2 separate regions of the Canis lupus genome follow, and region 2 is linked to region 1. The links are chromatin contacts, called in public Hi-C maps. All regions are on one chromosome and are shown on one strand. Each heading gives the region's core, a stretch centred on a gene start, on an enhancer-like site or on the middle of the called end of the contact. The rest is flanking DNA. Distances are from core to core; before and after follow the strand shown.

Evidence for each region. A called contact is a pair of places that touch in the nucleus more often than the background predicts.
Region 2: a Hi-C map of blood shows a contact between it and region 1, with 8 times the contacts expected there. The contact joins the promoter of AGK here to the promoter of SSBP1 in region 1. A contact is called at or near these places in 2 of 9 Hi-C or Micro-C datasets (both in blood).

What each region holds. Positions count from the first base shown.
Region 1 is chr16:7,245,070-7,247,769 of UU_Cfam_GSD_1.0, forward strand. SSBP1 (single stranded DNA binding protein 1) reads right to left here and starts at 1,418. Exons shown (of 7, transcript NM_001252279.1): 1 at 1,283-1,418; 2 at 595-661. The coding sequence starts at 618.
Region 2 is chr16:7,421,010-7,423,791 of UU_Cfam_GSD_1.0, forward strand. It overlaps AGK (acylglycerol kinase, mitochondrial), which reads right to left and starts at 1,407. Exons shown (of 20, transcript XR_005371229.1): 1 at 1,291-1,407.

The DNA of each region.
Region 1 (2,700 bases), core at 168-2,667:
GAGGGCGGGGGAGGCCGGTGGTCAAAAAAGGAACCCCATGGGCAGCCCGGGTGGCTCAGCAGTTGAGCACCAGCCTTCAGCCCAGGGTGTGATCCTGGAGACCCGGGATCAAGTCCCGCATCGGGCTCCCTGCACGGAGCCTGCTTCTCCCTCTGCCTGTGTCTCCCATGAATAAATAAAAAAAATCTTTAAAAGAAAAAAGAAAAAAAAAAAAAAAAAAAAAAAGGAACCGCATGCCTCAGAGAAGAATGCTGGAAATGACTCTCCTAGTCTTTAGCTCACGCAAGACAGTAAAGGCTCTGTAACTGATGTAAACGCAAGTTACGTGTTTTAAAAAATTGACTCCCCCCCAAAAAAATAAATAAAAAATAAAAATAAAAAATTGACTCCCGTTATATAGGCAAGCTGGAAAACCTTTGTTGTCTTTGAGAACAGCATTTACTCAGATGAAATCTGCCCCTGATCCTAGCAAAGGAGTACACATCTCCCTCTCGTAGGTCCTTCGCCTACCGAGGTCAAAACCCTGAAGAAGCCTCATCACCTGTGCTGGACGAGAACGCATCTCAACACCATCACGGAGAAGCGACTGATTACCTGTAATACGGGTCTTCGAAACATGGCTTCTATTTGCTTTTCCTACAGTGTAGTGTGTGGTCTTCCCCTGGAAAAAAAGAGAGAGAGAGAGATGTCACTTAGAGCAAGAGCACAAACCCACTAATCCTAACGTCCCGACTACATTCCTAATTTTACGCAGTCCCCCTCGCGACCATAAACATCCCTGCACATTTTACCAGGACTCTTCCTCTCAAATGAAAAAAAAAAAAAAAAGAAGTTGAAGTCGTTTTTACTCCCCTTGCTTCTTCCTCTAACTCCTACCAAAAAAAAAAAAAAACTGATTTTTTTTTCCCCACTCGCATTCCACGGTCTTCTCAAATTCCAGCAAAATGCAAGCCCCCTTGAGTTCCCAATTAAAAATATATATATATGTAAGAAAATAAAAATGCAAGCCCCCCCCCTTCCCAGGGCTGATTTATATTGACTGCCACATCCAACGCTCCTAAGTTTGTTCCTGACCCATAGTGGAGGCCCACCAAGTATGACAACGTCACCAAGGGATGTAAATCTGAAACCTGGAGCTGCTAAAATCACCGCCCTCCATGCCGGTGGCAAAGCCCACGGAGACCCCGGGACTCCCCCCCACCCCCCCGGCCCCGGCCTCCCCGCAGGGACGGGCGGGTCCCCTTCCCAAAGGTGGCGCTCCTAACCCACCCCGTAAAAGGACCTGGGAAGTGACAGAAAACCCTGAAGTCCTCCGCACGGGGGAGAAGAAGAGCCGAGACACACACACAGCAGCCGCAGCACCTCCTCGCCATCAGCAGCGACGAGCTCCCGCTCGCCCCCTCCCGCACCGGAAGCTCTCGCGGGTTCAGCGTCACCGCCACAAGCACTTCCGGGGGACAGGGAGAACGCACGCCTCGCGAGAGGAATGAGAACGCGGAACGGCTGCGGCGTGCGTCGTAGAAACGCTCCGGGCAGCGCTTCCGGAAGCGACGCGGTAGTTCCGCCAGCTTCTTTTTTTTTTTTTTTTTTTTTTTTTCCACCTCCGGGCGGAAGCGGATGAGGCAACGCCGCCGAGCGGTGAGTAGCGGAAGTGATTTCAAGTTTCTAATAAAATGAAATGATTGGACGAGCTTCCCCTGTGGCCCAGGAGGGGCCGAGGTGGGCGAGGGCAAAGGATGCTCCGCCTGCGGGGGGAGCCTGCGCAGGTCCAGGCAGGCCTGCAGCGGGGAAACCCGGGGGAGGAAGTCGAGCTGAGAAAGGAAAAATTAAGGGGATGCAAAAAAAAAAAAAAAAAAAAAAAAATTGGCGATCAAAATAATATTTCAGGAAGAGTCAGGGTGAGATTTTTAAGAATGTTAGTTCAAAAAAGAAATCTGTGATGAACAAAAAATAAAAATAAAAATAATTTTTTTTAAAAAAAAAGCAAAATTTTAATTAAATTCTGAGCCATATTGAATCCTGAGGCACAAGAGGGGGGAAAAAAAAACGTTCGTTTTTACATATACCTCCCCCACCAAAAAAAAAAAAAAAAATTCCATGATATTAAAATACTTGAATATCGAAAATTCGAAGAGAAGGTTTATTAAAACGCACCCCATTAAGTTTATATTATTTATGCCAAAACCAGAAGTCAGTGTAGTTCTACTTTCCTGGCTTCCCTGGAAGTAAATTGATGCATAATATTTACAGCAATCTACTTATTATGCTTTCCTTCTTTCCAGCCGTGGGCCTTGCATGTGCGACCATGTCTCTTAACCAAGTTGCAATCTTTGTTTTTTTTTTCTTTTTTAAGATTTTATTTATTTATTCATGAGACACACAGAGAGAGGCAGAGACACAGGCAGAGGGAGAAGCAGGCTCCATGCAGGGAGCCCCACATGGGACTCAACCCCTGGCCCCCGGGGTCAGGCCCTGGGCTGAAGGTGGAGCTAAACCGCTGAGCCACCCAGGCTGCCCTAATTTTAATATCTTTAAAATATTGCATTAAAGTGTCCTTGAGCTTGGTTGCTGTGTTTCTTGGCACCGTCAGCCTGGGTCCTGCTCAGTGGGAGGGTACTGGGGTGGTCCAGGTTGCAGGACCTGGGCCAGAGGCGGCCTCCCCAGGCCTCTCCTCTGCTGGCCCCGGGGGCCTGTCCTGGG
Region 2 (2,782 bases), core at 157-2,656, 180 kb after region 1:
AAATGACCAGTCTGGATTTAGCAGTTTGAAGCTAGGAGAAATTGGGTGGGAGATAGAGATCTGGGCCTTGTCCGTGTGGAGGAGGTCCAAAAACCACCGGAGGCAAGGATGGGGGGGGGGGCGGGGGGTATGCCAATACTGTTAGAGAACAACCTGAGAGTTGATAAAAAAAAAAAAAAGTCTGTTTACAGGCCATCCACGAGCCAATGGAACTCCTTTTTTGTTACAGAACAGTGCTTCATTCACAAAAATGTGGAAACACTTTTTTCGCAGGCAAGCGAGTATAGCGGAATGAGCAGCGGTGCGAGGATCCTGAGGCCTAGATGCCAGGGCAGCTCTCTCACTTCCAGGCGGTGAGAACCTGGGTAAGTCATTCGGCCTCCACCTCCCTTTCCCTGTTCGTAAAATGGGAAGACGGCATCTGCTCTGATCAACTCAGCTGGCTGCAAAAATCACACCTGCTGGGGCTGTGAACCCACGTTACTCGATAGTAAAATGAGGATACAACACCTGCTCTGATTAAGTGATCTGGATAAAAAGATCTCATCTGTATCTAAGTTGTCACGGCAATGTGCACTCTATTAACCAGCGGTGCATACTTCCTCTAAGTACCCAGCAGTATTCTTACTCCTCAATCTCGGGTAAGATCTGAATGTGATGCGTTCAAATGAACATCTCGCGTCTGGGGCCTCCGGGTGGCTCAGGGGTCGAGCACGTGCCTTCGGCCCAGGGCGTGACCCTGGGGACCCGGGATCGAGTCCCGCGTCGGGCTCCCTGCGTGGAGCCTGCTTCGCCCTCTGCCTGGGTCTCTGCCTCTCTGCCTCTCATGAATAAATAAACAAAATATTTAAAAAAAAAAAAAAACCCTCCCAATTTCTGGTGGGCAGGCGCCTCCAGCAAACACAACCAGGTAAAGCACCAGGAATGAATGAACCGACCCATCCACCAAACCGCCCGGAAAGGCCCAGAGGGGACAGGGGGCGGGGGAGTCGCCCAGGGCAGCGACGGCTCGGGGCCCAGCTCCCAGGCCAGCTGACTCCCAGGGGGACCCCCGGGACCCCGGCCCCGCCCCCACCCCGACCCCAGGGGCGGCTCCCGCCGCTCCGCTCCGCCCCGCCCCCCGCTCTGAGGCAGCCCCGGCCGCACCCCCGGCCCCGGGGGAGGCCCCCCGCCGCCCCGCCCCCATCCTCCGGCCCCGGGGGCGCCCCCGCCGCTCCGCCCCACCCCCCAGAGGCCTCCCGCGGGCCCCGCCGCTCGCCCCGGCCCCGGCCCCGGCCCCGCGCCGCTCACCCGGCCGCTCCCGCTCGCCGCCCCGGCTTCCTGTGTGCTCCCTCACGCTTCCCCCGCGCCTTTAAGGGAAACCGCGGCGCCGCCGCCCTCGGGTTCCGCTGCGCCCGCCCGCCCGCCCGCCCGCGGACCGTGCTGCGCGGGAGCCCGCCGGGGGCCGCCCCTTCTCCGGCGCCCGCCGCCCGCCGCCCCGCCCGGCGCCCGCGGAGTTTCGGGGAGGGCGGTGTCTCGGGACCCGGCGGTGTCGGAAAACCACGGAGCCGGGCACGTGCAGGAGGAAACGACAGAACAAAACACAACCCGCCCCCCGCCCCCCGCCCCGAGCTGTCGGACAGCGGGCGCCCGCGTTGGCCCCGCCGGGGGGGGGGGGGGGGGGGGCTGATGGGAGGGGGAGCAGGTGCCGCGCCGGCAGGTGCGCCCCGGGCGGCGGAGGGCGGAGGGCGGCCTGCACGGGACACCGAGCGGCCCGGGGCGCGTGCGGGGGGAGCCCGGGGGTGACGGCACCTGCCGTACTTGCCAGCATCGCTCTCCGGCCGCGCGGAGGAGCCGGGGCCGACGGCAGTTCGAGTCCCGCACCCCCGCGTTAGCCTTGGCACCACGCCAGCCCGTCCAGGCTGCCCTCCTACCTCCTTCCTACCTCCCTCCTTCCCCATCATTCCTCCAAACAACTTTGATGAGTGCGGGGCGCTGCCGCGTGGAACCCCGCGTGGTTCCTGCCTTCCCCGTTTGCTCCAGGTAAACGTGCGTCCTCCCTGGCTTCCCCTACATGCTTGTCTTAGGAAGCACCGCAACATCCAGCGGGTATAGTGCGGTAGGGCCCACCCTACCCTACCAGGTTCCAATCCTCACTGGGCCACCCTAGGTCATGGGAACTTGCAGCCCTCTCTCCTCTGTCTGTAAAGTAGGCGCTAAGAAGATCATCGTAAAACACATCTTCTAGCTATAAAATGTTGTGATACTAAAGGTATGGGAGACAGTTCTTGCCACTTCTCTTCTCCCAGCTATTTAGGACATGTGCTCTTGAAAATGAGTTGCCGAACTGCATCCCTGTAAGGCTAGAAAAATCTGAAGACTTCGCGCCGGATGGCCCAATGGGCAGACTAAGCTTTAGGGCTTCCGCAAAACAGTGGTTTCCAAAAATGAGAAACGTTCTCTTCGGATGAACGAACGTACCATAACTTCCCAACCAGAAAATCTAAAGAGAAATTTTCTCTCTCTCTCTCTCTTTTTATTTTATTTTATTTTATTTATTTATTCATGAGAGAGAGAGGCAGAGACACAGACACAGGCAGAGGGGGAAGCAGGCTCCATGCAGGGGGCCTGACGTGGACTCCATCCCGGGTCTCCAGGATCAGGCCCTGGGCTGAAGGCAGGCGCTAAACCACTGAGCCGCCCAGGCTGCCCAAAAGTTTTCTCTTAAAACTTAGGAGAGGAGAACTTGATTTTATTTGAGTTGGAGCCATGGACAGTTGGAAACATCAGGCATCACAAAGCA